Regions from separate parts of the Sus scrofa genome. Here region 2 is linked to region 1. Evidence: chromatin contacts called from public Hi-C data. All regions are on one chromosome and are shown on one strand. Each heading gives the region's core, a stretch centred on a gene start, on an enhancer-like site or on the middle of the called end of the contact. The rest is flanking DNA. Distances are from core to core; before and after follow the strand shown.

Region 1 (7,303 bases), core at 2,625-5,124:
CACAGGGGTACTTTAAGGAGTAAAAGGAGTGTCAAGAATGAGAAGGAGCGGTGCAGATAGAGGCAGCAGCCACAGGGAGGCAGGATCACAAGCTACGAAACACTGATAGCCTCCAGAACCGCCCCCCCCCCAAAAGACAAATTCTCTCCTGAACTTCCGGGGCGGGGGGGGATGAAACCCTGCTGATCCTCTCTAGACTTCCGGCCGCCGCAGCTAGAACATAATGTGTTAAGTCACTTAAGTTTGTGGTAATTTGTTACAGCCGCAAGAGGAAAGGAATACACTCAAGGTAAAAATCTTAAAAATTTTTTCAAGGTGAAATACTTAAAAATCATCTGTCTTCAGAAAGAAAGAAGTAGTCAGGACTGACACAAAGTGGAGAAGAATGTTTCATTCAGAGACTTAAACATAAATGAAAGTTTTCATTTTTAGGAAAATTATAGACACACACAATCTTAGAACTAAAGCCACAAGATTATGATAAATCATTACAGTGGCACAGAGCAGGACTGCTAGGGAGAAAGGAGAACTGGAACGGGGTAGATAAATTATATTGATAAATTATGTTTATTTGACAAATGCACGCAGTGCTTACAAAGCTATGCATCATTTCAAAGTTTCATCCCTTGTTTAAGAATCTCTGTGATAGCCCTCCTTAGCCACTGAGTTGGACTAGAAAATTTCTAAGCTATTTTTGAGCTCTAAAATTCTAGATTAAATCACAAAGGAAAAAACACAAGTTAATTTACTCATCAGTGATCCTCAGGGAGCTTCAATTCCTAGTCCCCCGGGAGAGGAACTTGCCTGCTATTCGTATTGCTACCACTAGATGGCAAAGCGAGCCTGGTGATGTCAAACCTGAGATTCCCACATTTAAACTGTTTACATGCATCTAACTAGGAAATAGAAAGCATGTAGATTTCATGAGAGGGAGAGAAATCTAACTGGCTAATAATATTCTGGATGGTTGTCACGTATGGAATTGATCACATTTAGAAAACCCACCTACAGGCCACAGAGCCCAGCCTGATGAGCTGAGTGTTGATGATGTTGTCTACAGCCAGACAATTTTCTGGCCAGTGGTTTCCCCAAGCACCATAGTGCCAGCACACATCCACTACGCCTCCAGCGCTGCCACAGAGTCCCCCAGATGTGGTGCAGTTCATTTTAACAGGAAGAAAAATCTTCAACCTGCCAAAGAGTTCACATCTATCAAATATTTTAGAATCTATTTCCAAAGGATAAGCCTGCTGCTGATTTGATGATGGAAGTAAGTGGCAAGAAAGTTCATTGACAGTTCCTATTCAAAAATATCATATCATAGTACTATCTTCAAGTTTAATTTCAAGAATGAGACAAAGTAATGTCTGCCTGAAAAGCTGGCCGTACTGGAGGGAAAGGAAGATGGGAAAGTTACACAGTTGATTATTTTACAGGAACCCACAACTTCTGTTTCTCATCACAATAAAATAAAATAAAACCTCCCCTTTGTTTGTTAAGCTATTTTTCCAGGACCTGTACATTTCAATTTATGCCATGGACATGCTGTGTGTGGATTAAATTCAGGGTGAAGGGCACAAAGGGAGCCCCAAGGCAACCCTCTGCCAGCTCGCATCCACTGACATGGGAGGTGCACATTGAATGGCTCCTGACTTATTTTTTATCTTGCGAGTTGGCCTTTGAAAGAAAAGAATGTCTGTAAATGTATTAGGTTAGTCGTCGGGCTTTAAAACATCTCATGATGACTATGTTTTTAGCTAAGGAAACATCTGTTAAAGCTTCTGAAGTTTTTGAGACAATTTTAGTTAAGCAAAGCCATAAAATAATAACTTTTGTACCACTGACTTGACTTTGCTGTTTCCCAACCTCTCATCTCAGATTTCTGGTGTGCAAAGTTAACCCAGTGCTAGACGAGGCAGCCTTAGCCTCCAAAATTCTGAGTCTGACCCCACTGTTAAAATGCAATAAGCGGAGTTCCCACTGTGGCGCAATGGGATCAGCACCATCTCTGGAATGCTGGGACATAGGTTCAACCCCCAGCCCAGCACAGTAGCTTAAGGATCTGGTGTTGCTGCAACTGCAGCATAGATCACAACTGTGGCTCAGATCTGATCCCTAGCTTGGGAATTCCATGTGCCACAAGGTGGCCAAAAAAGAAAAAAGCAAAAAAATGCAATATGCTTGCGTTGGATAGTTGAGCAATGGACAGAGAAAGATAAATAATTAACTCAACAGGGAGAATTAGCTCATATTAGCAGGTGTTTATTTTAACATATAATGAGCACATTCTACGTGCCAAGCACTAAGCTAAACAATCTCACATTTAAAAACATACAAAAAATTCTTCAAAGTGTACAGTCTTCCGAGCTGTCTGGAAGGAAAATAGGAAGAGTATCCACGTCCAACCTCTTCTCACATTAAAGGAGCTCCTCTAGTATTTCCTAATAAAAATAAAATTCCATATGATGCTGGCACACTACTTTTAAGCCTAGATGTCTTATTCGTCTGGAATTTCAACATTCTCTCTTCTAAATGATAAACCAGATTCTAAGTGTAATTCTCCAAGCAGCAAAATATGACTGTTACAGTTCTCTGTGGAGACAAATGCACTCAGGATAAAAACGAGAATTAACTGCAGAAGTGAGAAGGGTTAATGGAGAGGGAAAGAACATCTAGATCAGAGAGGCAGCTTCTTTCAAATCAATGACAGTATAAAAAGGTCAGAGGAGTCAGGCTGGGCATGTTTTCTACAACTTTTCAAAAACTTTTGATTATAGAAAATTGCAAACTACACAAAAGTAGAGGCACATTATAATATAAAGTAGAAAATTATAACCCATCACCTAGCTACAACAATCACCATTTTGCCACTCTTGCTTCAGTTTGCCCCCGCACAATAGAGTATTTTAAAGCAGGCCTGAGACTTTCATTTCATTGTCTCATTTAAAAACTGTTTTCCACTGTTCCCTTTGCTGACCTGTGCAGCCAAGTTGATGAGAGAGAGAGGGAGAGACAGATTCCTAGCTTTCATAGTAACCCTGCCAAAGAGGCTTTCAAGAAGAGCAGACTTTCCAGGAATGCGTTTTACACCTTTTTCAATGGCATCTGTTAATAATCATAAAAAATAAAGAGGGTCCCCTCTGGTAGTGCTTAAGTAGAAAGAATTCCATTTATATTCCAATGCAAACGCTTTTACTGTTAATATTAAACTATGCAGGGGCCGCCACAAAGAATTGCCTATTTGGAAGAGCAGTTTCTTTGACGACCTCAAAGTGCTAAGTTTGATCCCTATCTTTAGACCCCTTCAAAGAAGCTCTCCCCGGGTGGGTCCCGCCTTTCTCAGGGAAACTTCTGCGTTCTAGGGTCTCGCCCTTGGCGGAGGGGTGGGGGGAGAGGCTTACCTGCGAAGCTTCCTCGGTCCTGGGGCCGGGGGGGGGGGTGCTGCTCAGCTTGATCACAGTGCCTCCGAGGCGGTCACTAAAGCTGGAGAGGCAGGAGGGCAAGGCGCCGCTGCCACGAGCCTGGGGACAGCCAGAGCCTGCTGCCCAGCCAACTCCCGCCAGCACCACCCTGAGCTGGAGGCTGAGACTGAGGGGAGGCTAGAGGCGAGCTGAGCCCCCGGCGGAGAGGTGGGAGGGGAAAGGGGGCGTGGACGCCGGCGATGGGGGGCGGGAGATGAGAGGAGAGGTGGGCAGGAGAGGGAAGTGGAGAGGGAGAAGGAACCCCAGCGAGCAGAGGCTGGAGAGCGTTTACTTTGAAGATGCTGGGTGGGGAACCGTGCAGACCCTCACCCCAGCATCTCTGCTCCCAGCATCGGGAAAACAGCATGAGTGGGAGTTCACAAGCGATGTCTGTCTCTGTGGCAATGCATTCCTTAAACGGTGTCTAGAAATACTGCCAAGTGTGTGCTTGGAGGGATTGTGGGGGTTTGGGACCTGCTCATGGTTTAAACCCCAGAGGTCTAGAAGAATGAGGGGCGTTTCCAACCACATCCCGAGCCAGTCTCTTTCAGAGACCTCGACTTCCGGGATGCTCTCCCCACCTGGCAAACCCTGTGTCTCAGCCTCCCGCGGGCTGGGATCTGGGTCACCTTGTGAGCATCCTTGTGGCCTCCAGGGGGAGCGCGTTAGTTTCCATGTGTCCCCAGGCTAGTAGGCTTTTTCTATTTTGGGCGAGTAGCCTTTAAACCTCAGTCCCACCAAAATTCTCAGTCCCAACGCTCCTTTCTTACTCATTTATTCTCCTCCTTAGGAGATGTGCTCCTTCGGTGTGGGGACGGCGTAAGGAAGGGGACTTTATTCATTCAACATCTACTGGTTGGCACGTCTGGAGCAAGATAACACCCACAGAAAAATAAATGCAAAAACTTAGTGCCAGGACTTAAGAAAGGGAGATGAAATAAGCACACAAGTTTATAACAGAAGATTTTAGCATGTCTCATAATACTTGGCTCGTTACTGGTTTATTTCATTTCTCAAGTTTATATGCAATTTTTTTTTTTTTTTTTTTTTTTTTTGCTTGCTTGCTTTTTAGGGACCCACCAGTAGCATATGAAAGTTCCTAGGCTGGAGTTCCTGTCATGGCGCAGTGGTTAACGAATCCAACTAGGAACCATGAGGTTGCAGGTTCGATCCCTGGCCTTGCTCAGTGGATTAAGGATCCGGCGTTGCCTTGAGCTGTGGTGTAGGTCGCAGACGCGGCTCGGATCCTGCGTTGCTATGGCTCTGGCATAGGCCGGTGGCTACAGCTCCGATTGGAAGGGGCCCTAGCCTGAAAACCTCCATATGCCACAGGAACGGCCCTAGAAAAGGCAAAAAGACCAAAAAAAAAAAAGAAAGAAAAAGTTGGAGCTGCAGCTGCTGGCCTACACCACAGTCACCCCAATGCAGGACCCAGGCCACGTCTGTGACCTGTACTACAGCTTACCGCAGCACTGGATCCTTAAGCCACTGAGAACAGAGATCCAACCCACAGATCATGGATAATAGGTTTGTTACTGCTGAGCCACAAGAACTCTCATTTCTTTTTTTTTTTTTTTAATATTGTTAATTTTTTTTATTTATTTATTTATTGTCTTTTTTTTTTTTTTTTTTTTTTTTTTTTTTGCTATTTCTTGGGCCGCTTCTGCGGCATATAGAGGTTCTCAGGCTAGGGGTCTAATCGGAGCTGCAGCCACCGGCCTACGCCTGAGCCACAGCAACGCGGGATCCGAGCCGCGTCTGCAACCTACACCACAGCTCACGGCAACGCCGGATCGTTAACCCACTGAGCAAGGGCAGGGACCGAACCCGCAACCTCATGGTTCCTAGTCGGATTCGTTAACCACTGCGCCACGACGGGAACTCCGGAACGCTCATTTCTGATTTTATTTAATTGACTCTTCTCTCTTTTTTTCTTGCTAAGTCTGGCTAAATGTCAGGTTTTCTTTATCTTTTCAAAAAGTGAACTCTTAGTTCCATAAAAATTTTTTCTGTTCTCTATTTCATTTATTTCTACCCTGATCTTTGTTATTTTCTCCCCTCTACTAACTTTGGGCTAAGCTTGTTCTTGTTTTTATAGTTCCTTAAGGTATAAAATCAAGTTTGCTTGAGAGCTTTCGTTTTTCTCAACGTAGTATTTATTGCTATAAACTTTCCTCTTAGCACTGCTTTTGCTGAGTCTCCTAGGTTTTGATATTTTGTGTTCCTTTACTCACTTGTTTCAATATACTTTTTGATTCCCTTTTTAATTTCATCTTTGACGTACATGTTGTTCAGAAGTGTTGTTTAATTTCCAAATACATGGGGGTTTATGCATTTATTTTTATTTTTTAAAAATTTTGTTAAAGTATAGTTTATTTATAATATTCTGTCAATTTCTGCAGTATATCAAAGTGCCCCAGTTATTTATGTATATACATATATACACACACATTCTTTTTCCCGTGTTATCTTCTATCATTTTCTATCACAGGTGATTGGATATAGTTCCCTGTGCTACATAGCAAGACCTCATTACTTATCCATTCTAAATATAATAGTTTGCATCTACTAATGCTAAACTCCCAATCCATCCCACTCCCTTCCCCTCCCCTGTGGCAACCACAAGTCTGTTCTCCATGTCTATGAGTCTCTATCCTATAGATAGCTTCATCTGTGTTACATTTTACATTCCATATATAAGCGATATCATATGGTATTTGTCTTTCTCTTTCTGACTTACTTTACTTAGTTTGAGAATCTCTGGTTGCACCCACGTTGCTGCAAATGGCATTATTTTGTTCTATTTTATGGCTGAGGAGTATCCCATTGTGTATATGTACCACATCTTCTTAATCTATTCATCTAAATGGATGGACATTTAGGACTTGGCTATTGTGAATGATGCTACAATGACCATAAGGGTGCATCTGTCTTTTTGGAAGGCAGCTATGCTCTCCACTATATCACCAATGCTGCATGTATCTTTTCGAATGAAAGTTTTTTCTGGATATATGCCTATGAGTAGGATTACTGGATCATATGATAGTTCTCTTATTTAGTTTTCTGAAGAAACTTCATATTGTTTTCCATAGTGGTTGTACCAAATTACATTTCCACCAACAGTGCAGGAGGGTTCCCTTTCCTCCACACCCTCTCCAGCCTTTGTTATTTGTAGTCTTATTGATGATAGCCATTCTGACTCGTGTGAGGTGGTACCTCACTGTGGTTCTGTAATTTCCACATATTTGTAAATTTTCCAATTTTCCTCCTGTTACTGATTATTCCCTCTGCCACACTTTAGATTTTTGATGTCACAATATACATTTTAATATTATGTATCCACGAACAAATTATGGTAGCTATATGTTATTTTTAGTATTTTGTCTTTCAACCTTGATACCAGAGCTAAGAGGTTAACACATCACCATCTTACAGTATTCTGAATCTGGCTCTATACTTGCCTATATTTGCCTTTACCAGTGTATTATTTTCATATATTATCATGTTTCTAATTAGTAGCCTTTCATTTCAGCATTTCTTGTGAGGCAGTTCTGGTGTCAATGAACTCCCTCAGATTTTGTTTGTTTGCAAAATCTTTATCTTGCCTTCACTTCTGAAGGACAACTTTGTTGAGTAATGTATTCTTGGCTGGCAGTTTCTTTTAGCACTCAGGATATCATCCCATTCTCTCCTCCTCTGGAATCTCTCTGCTAAGAAAGCTACTGAGAGCCAAGTGCAAAGATGTGAGTTGGCACCAGGTTCAGGGGTGCATGGTAACTTGTTGGCTCCTGCCCTTGGTGTCCATAGCACTTACTTGGTGAGTACTGCAAGACTCTTAAGAG
Region 2 (7,303 bases), core at 2,298-4,797, 410 kb after region 1:
GCTTTCCGCGCACAGGTGCGACGGCCACCCCAACCCCGCGCACCGCGCGGCCCCTGAGCAGGAGTCTCGGCCTGGCCACCCGACGCCCTGGCCCCGCCTCCGGCCGCCGGGCCCTGACCGCCGCTGCGCCCCCCGCCCGAGCTCGGCCGCGGGCCCCGCGTAGCTACCGCTCCCACGGCAACCGGAGGGCGTCCGGCCGGCTTCGCAGCTCCAGGCGGGGCCGGGGCGCCAAACCCCCGACACTACACCTGCCCGCCCGCGGGGCGTCCCGGCGGCTCCGGAACGAGCCGGGCCGAGGGGGCCACTAGGGGCGGCCGGCCGGCCTCGCGACCGCGCTGGGGGCGGGGACGCTGTTACCTTCCTCGGGCTCGACCGCTCCCTGCCGGCGCCGCTCTCCTGGCAACCGCGGCAGCGACACGGAGGCCGGGAGCCGGAGGGCCTAGTGACAGCTCCCAGCGTACACCGCGCCCGCGCCCACGCCGGCGTCGACGTCCGCGGCCCTTCGTCCCCGCCCCCGGTCGGTTCTTCGCCTCCCGGCGCTGGCTGTCGCCACAGCGCCCTCAGGCGGACTGTTGGGGAAGCGGCCCACTGCCGCCTATTGAGGGAGGGGGATGGAAGGGGAGGTAACAGGTATTTTCAGCCAGCCCGCGCCAATCCCAATTCCGCGTGATGCTAGGAATCGAAAACAGCTTTTTTTGCTTAACTAATTCTAAGCCCAGAGAAGTTAGAAGACTTTCGAAGTTAGGAGATAGATAGTTGTTATCATATTAGGAACTTATTTTGATTCTAGAACCCCAAATCATGTAGTTCCATGGAGGATTGCCTCCTTTCACCTAAAATGTCGGGTCAAAAAATCATAGATTTTTCTTGAGAATGTGTGACTAAATATAAAATATAACAATCCTTAAAAACAAACATCAATATGTACGGTATCCTGTGTTAAGAATGTTACATGTTTCAACATAATGTGGCAGCATTTAAATACCTAAAATCTTTGATGTTAATGGTGGGAGATATGCAGAGTTGACATTGTGGAGGGAAATAATCAATAAACTAATATATGACAGGGATAGAAAAGAGTTTTATTTAAGCCAAATTGAGGACTATAGCCTGGGAGACACAGACTGAAGATGTATTTGAATTGTGTTCCACCAGACTACAGAATGCTGGAGGCTTATAACAGCAAAAGACACAAAGTCACGTAAATTATTCGTCAAGAATTAAGATTAGAGCTGGCAGAAAGGAAGGGTCCTTGTTAAATAAGGATTGGTCCAGCTCTGAAATTGTATACTTATAAGGGGAGGCCTTGAGACTATAAGGTTGCAGCTGACAGCTGCTAGCAGATGTTGTTTTGAGAAAGGCTGAGGGTGTCCTTGAGTCTGAGTGATATAGTTTAGAAAATTCAGATTCTTAGTGATACAGGAATGTGTCTGAAGCCATATCCACGATGGCCACCTGGCTCCATTTGAATGCCTGAACCACAGTTATGCCATTGTTATTTTTTTAATGCATTATTTTCTTTATGGTTAAGGCAGATGTACAATGTTTATTTAATAGACCACGAATAGGCTCTATTGGTTAACCTTAAGTTCAGGTCAAATCATGTTTAAGCCAGAATGACTTCCCCGTATCTTACTATGGGAAAATTTCTTTCATCAAAACCATCACCCTGGGGTGTTTCCGTCATGGCTCAGTGGTAACACATCTGACAAGGAACCATGAGGTTGCAGGTTTGATCCTTGGCCTTGCTCAGTGGGTTAAGGATCCAGCGTTGCTGTGGGCTGTGGTGTAGGTGCAGACGTGGCAGAGATCCCAAGTTGCTGTGGCTCTGGCGCAGGCCAGCGCTTCAGCTCTGATTAGACCCCTACCTACCCTGGGAACCTCCACATGACTCAGATGTGGCCCTAGAAAAAAAGGCAAAAAAGACAAAAAAAAAAAAAAAAAAATCACCCTGGAGGGAGTTCCCTTTGTGGCTCAGCGGTTAATGAACCTGACTAGGATCCATGGTGATGCAGATTCGATCCCTGACCATGCTCAGTGGGTCAAGGATCCGGCGTTGCCTTGAGCTGTGGTATAGGTCGAAGACTCGGCTGTATCCCAAGTTGCTGTGGCATAGGCCAGCAGCTGTAGGTCTGATTCGACCCCTAGCCTGGGAGCTTCCATATGATCCAGATGCAGCCGTAACAAGCAAAAAACAAAACAAAACAAAACAACAAAAAAAAACCCATCGCCCTGGAGTTCCTATTGTGGCACAGTGGGTTAAGAATCCTACTGCCTGGGCTCAGGTTTGATCCCCGGCCCAATACAGTGGGTTAAAGAATCCAGGGTTGCCACTGCTGTGGGGTAGGTTGCAGCTGTGACTTGCATTCAATCCCTGGCTTGGTAACTTCCATATGCTGTGGGTGTAGCCCCCAAAAAACAAAGAAACAAAACAAAAAAACACTACCCTTCATCACCATTGTTGTGATGAAATACCAGTAAATTTAATTCTTTTAATTGGGTTGTTACCTCCATCCATGAATTTGAATTCTGATGGATGTAGGATTTTGTGAAACAAAATGAGCTTTAAAAACTCCATATAAATATTTTAGAAAAATTGTCTTAATCTAGTACCCCTCGAGGGACATGGCTTTATTTTCATTTGGAAATCTTTTTTTGTTTGTTGTTTTAGGGCTGCACTGGGCAGCATATGGAGGTTCCCAGGCTAGGGGTCAAATCAGAGCTGCAGCAACAGGGGATCTATGTGGTGTCTACCACCTACACCACAGCTCAGGGCAACACTAGATCCTTAACCCACTGAGCAAGGCCAGGAATTGAACCAGCATCCTCATGAATTCTAGTTGGGTTTGTTAACCACTGAGCCAGGACAGGAACTCCTAGAAAATCTTGAAATTAATATGTTTAGTGTGTGGTAATTACAACCTTAAAATGATAAAGTAGAACATCAATAAACATGATTTTTCCGCATACAAGTGAACATTGTTTTTCTTTTAAAGCCTCTTGCTCTAAAAAATATATTCGTATTATAATTCTACTGTAGCCTTATATTTTAATATTTTCCCATGATAACTATTTACTTTATACTAGATCCTTTTCTTCAGTGGGTGAAACTTTCCAAAATCATTTTCTAATAGCAATGAAATAAATTACAACTCCCCTGAGTCAATTTTTACCTTTGCAAAAGTGAATAGTGAAAATGTACATGTGGAATCATTCTCATCTTCCTCTTTTCAAAGGTTATAGACATGCATAATCCTGTGCTTCATGATACTGGATATAACAGCAGAGATAACAGGAAACATCTCACATTTTTGCAACCGTTTCCATTTTGGAGCGATCCAGCCTAAATTTAGAAGCAATGCCAAGTCAATTCTGGACATCTGTTGCCTCAGAAGAGAACTAAAATACGACCGACCAGCGTTCATTAAAGAAAAAGGCTGTAGTCCATTAAAAATAACAACAAAGCCAAGATAAAGTGTGTGTGGGATGGGTCTTAGTCCTGATGACAGTGCCCGCCTATCATCTCCCTCTCGTCCAGCCTCATCCCTACCCGCACTAGCCAAGGGAGAGTACTTGGGATCTTACTCTGAAGGTCATATCCAGGGAGCCTGACGCACCGGGTGGCGCCCTTAAGAAACAGAGTGGGAGGGTAGTTCTGCTCTTCTGCCCACGTTTCTCAGAGATCAGCCCCCAAGCTCGGATCAGAAACTGCCGGTGACCGCCAGAACCAGTCTCGAGGCGGCGCACTCTCCGCCCGTCTGGTGGCGCTGTGGGCTGGCGAGTAGTCGAGCAGCCGAGCTCCGGATCCACGACGCCGGCACCTCCGCTGCCGCCGCAGCTCCAGCTCGGGCTGCACGTGTTGCCGCTGCGAACCCCGGGCCCTGGTCGCCCGCAATGGCGGCGGCTGGGGCGCAAGTGCGTGTGTTCCTGGAGGTGCGGAGACAGCTGCAGAGCGCGCTGCTGATCCTGGGGTAAGGCGGGCTGTGGCGTGTGGGCTCCCCAACGCAGCGGGGCACGCCTTTCTGCTGCCGGGCAGGCTCCGCCTCCCTCGGAAGGATGGAATTTTGAGTTTGTTTCTCCAGATGCTTTGAGCTTCTGGGATACTCAAAGCCGAGTACCTCATCCCTGCGCCCTCATTCCCCTACCCCCCACCTCCGCCACCTCCACTGGCAATCTTGAATCACCTGGGAGCTTTTTAGCAATGCCTTGTCTCGGTCCCACACCAGACCTGCTGAATCCGAACTTAGATTTCAACACGTTTCCTGGGATCCAGAGGCACACTTAAGTTTGAGGATCCCTAATGTTCAAGTCGTTGACTATGCCCTGCGTTTCCAACAAAGACAGTGCCAAACGTGCTTGGTTTGCCCCTTTGGAATCCTCGTTATACGATCTGTTCCAATGTGAAAGCTTCCCTTTTTGTAAATAAAACTCCGGGTTTTTTTTTCTCCTCCCCAAATTGTTCTGTGTGCAGAGAAACCGACACACTCGTTCAGTAAAAGCGTGTTCAGTGAACACAGGTTTCAGGCTTCTTATTGGAGCTCATTCTGTTTTTCGTATTCCGAGTTCCAATGAGAAGTCTGTAAGCCCTTACCTTGCTCTTCATTATTTACACAAACAAGAAACTATTAGGGAAATGTTCTCTTTTTTTTGTTTGGTAGTATATGGTACCTCCATTATTCCCTTGTAACCACTGTTTCAAATAGAGTAAATCGGATGTTAGAATCTTGAAAGTTTTATGACAAGGCACCACTCTGAGGTTGATTGGCAGAACTAGATTCAAATCCTAGCTTCTTCACCAAATTAGAATCCTTAATTTGAATGTTTTCAATTGTGAAATAAGGATGCTGTTTATTCCTCTTCTTTCTTTCTCTTTTTCCTCCCCCCCCCCCAAATTATGAATTCAAATAAGTGCTGCAGGTCCAATTCAAATGCACCTTGTAAAGTTACTCAGAGCCCAAACCTTACACAAAACTAAACAAGACCATCTTCTGCTCATCAAAGGAGTCCTTCATGCTTTCCCTGAATTACTCTTCCTTGTTTAAGAAAGTTAAACATAATTTTGCTGGATTTCTTGTTTGCTGCTAGTGGTCTTTGGCCGTTGAGCATTATCACTAAGTCCCCCTACCCTATAAAAGCAACCACTGTTCTGATTTCCTTCAACAAAGATTCATTTGCCGTTCCTTGAAGTATGTATAAATGGATTTGTAAGGTATGTGCTTGTTTCTGGCTGCTTTCCTGCAACAGTGTTTCTGACATTACTGTTTCATCTATGTCATTGCATAATTCAATAGGCCATACTTTTCATCTATGTTTCTTTTCGTCTATGTTTCATCTATGTCACTGCACATTTCAATAGGCCATTCTTTTTTCTTGCTGAGTAGTTTTCAGCCTTATGAATATACTGCAATTCATGCAGCCATTCTTTTATTGCTGGATAATTTGTGTGTTTCTAGAGCTTGCATATTATGAATAAAGCTTTCATATCTTCTTGTATAAGTATTTTTGCAGGGTTATAGGGTAGATGGGGCATGAGAAACAGCTAAACAGTTCTCCAGAGTGATTATACCAGTTCTCACCAGGAAAAAACAAGTGAATTCCAACAGCTTCACTTTCTAGCCTGCATGTCCTGTTGTCAGTCTTTTTGATTGTAGCTATTCTGGTGGTATAAATTAGCATCTCACTGTCACTTTAATTTGCATTTCCCTGATTAAGAATGTTGAGCACCTTTTCATTTGCTTTTTGGTCATTCACATGTGTTCCTTTCTAAAGTATCGTCTATCAAGTTGTTTGTCTTATTGTTGGACATAAAGAGTTCTTTATATAGTCTGAAAATATTTTTTCATTTATACTTGTGCATGTGAATATTTTCTCTCAATCTATAAATTACCTTTTCACTTTCTTAAGTATCTTTTTTTCTTTTTCTTTCCTTTTTTTTTTTTTTTCTTTTTGGCACATGAAGTTCCCGGCCAGGGATCAGATCTGAGCCAGTCTGATCAGATCCAGAGCAGCAACGCTGGATCCTTTAATCCATGTGCCAGGCTGGGGATCAAACCTGCATCCTGCTGCTGCAGAGACATTGCCAATCCTGATTTGCCACAAGAGGAACTCCAGTAGTGTCTTTTGATGAACAGAAAAATCTAAATTATAATGAAATCCAGTTTATTTTCTCCCTCTTTCTTTTTCTTTCTTCCTTCCTCCCTTTCTCCCTCCCTTCCTTTCTCTCTCTTTCTCTCTTGCATTTTTTCCTTTTTCCTTTTTTTTTTTTTTTAATTAGGGCCACACCTGCAGCATATGAAGTTCCCAGGTTAAGCGTCCAGTAGGAGTTGCTGCTGCCGGCCTACACCACAGGCACAACAACTGGGGATCCAAGCCAAATCTTTGACGTACACAACAGGTCCCAGCAATGCCATCCTTAACCCACTGAGCGAGGCCAGGTATCAAACCTGAATCCGCGTGGTTACTAGTCAGGTTCATACCCTACTGAGCCACAATGGGAACTCCCTGCATTATTTTTTTTAATACTTAGTGTCTTAAGAAACCTTTGCCTTCCTCCAGGTTGTAAGATTTTTTTCCTTTGTTTATTTTCTAGGAGTTACATAGTTTTAGCTTTTACATTTAGGTCTAGATCATGTCAAGTTAATTTTTGTATTTGGCACAATGTAAGGGTCAAAGTTTATTTTTTTCTATAAGAATGCCCAGTTTTTCCATCATCATTAGTTAAAAGGCTGTCATTTCTTCCATTGAAATAACTCAGTGTCTTTTGTCAGAAATCAGCTGACTGTACTGTTTGCATGGTATGTCTTATACTACCCTTTTACTCTCAACCTGTATCTTTATATGTAAAAATTTGAAAGCATATACTGGGTGGAGTTTTTAAAAATTCATAATGACAATCTCTGCATTTTAATTGGAATTTTTTTTGTCTATTTGTAGTTAATTCAAATGATATCATTTTTTATTCTTTTCCTATCTTAAGTACTTTTAGCATTTCATCATTAGATGTGATGACACTGGTTGGCAAATTGGTTTGGTAGTTTGCATTGTTTCCTTTCTACTCCTAGTTTACTAAAGGTTTTCATTATGAATAGATATTTTATTTACTATAGTGATTTCATGTATTTTGATGGTCATATTTATTCCTTTACTCTTTACATGTATTTTGATCGTCATATTTTTTCCTTTAATCTTTACATCTGTGACTTGCGTTAGAGAAATACATTTCTGTTAAGCCATCTTAGCATTCCTGGATAAATCTTGGCTATTCATTTATTAAATCCACAGATGTTTATGAAGTTCCTATTCT

Evidence for each region. A called contact is a pair of places that touch in the nucleus more often than the background predicts.
Region 2: a contact with region 1 is called in a Hi-C map of embryonic fibroblasts, with 5 times the contacts expected there. The contact joins the promoter of UBE3D here to the promoter of PRSS35 in region 1. A contact is called at or near these places in 1 of 5 promoter capture datasets (fetal liver), 10 of 47 Hi-C or Micro-C datasets (embryonic fibroblasts, fetal skeletal muscle, fibroblasts and 4 more) and 1 of 2 datasets of contacts at active chromatin or transcription factors (skeletal muscle).

The regions. Positions count from the first base shown.
Region 1 is chr1:82,731,009-82,738,311 of Sscrofa11.1, forward strand. PRSS35 (inactive serine protease 35) reads right to left here and starts at 3,875. Exons shown (of 2, transcript XM_005659406.3): 1 at 3,402-3,875. It also overlaps the pseudogene LOC102163543.
Region 2 is chr1:83,136,932-83,144,234 of Sscrofa11.1, forward strand. UBE3D (E3 ubiquitin-protein ligase E3D) reads left to right here and starts at 3,548. Exons shown (of 10, transcript XM_021091912.1): 1 at 3,548-3,971. The coding sequence starts at 3,895. It overlaps DOPEY1 (protein dopey-1), which reads right to left and starts at 510. Exons shown (of 37, transcript XM_021091876.1): 1 at 358-510.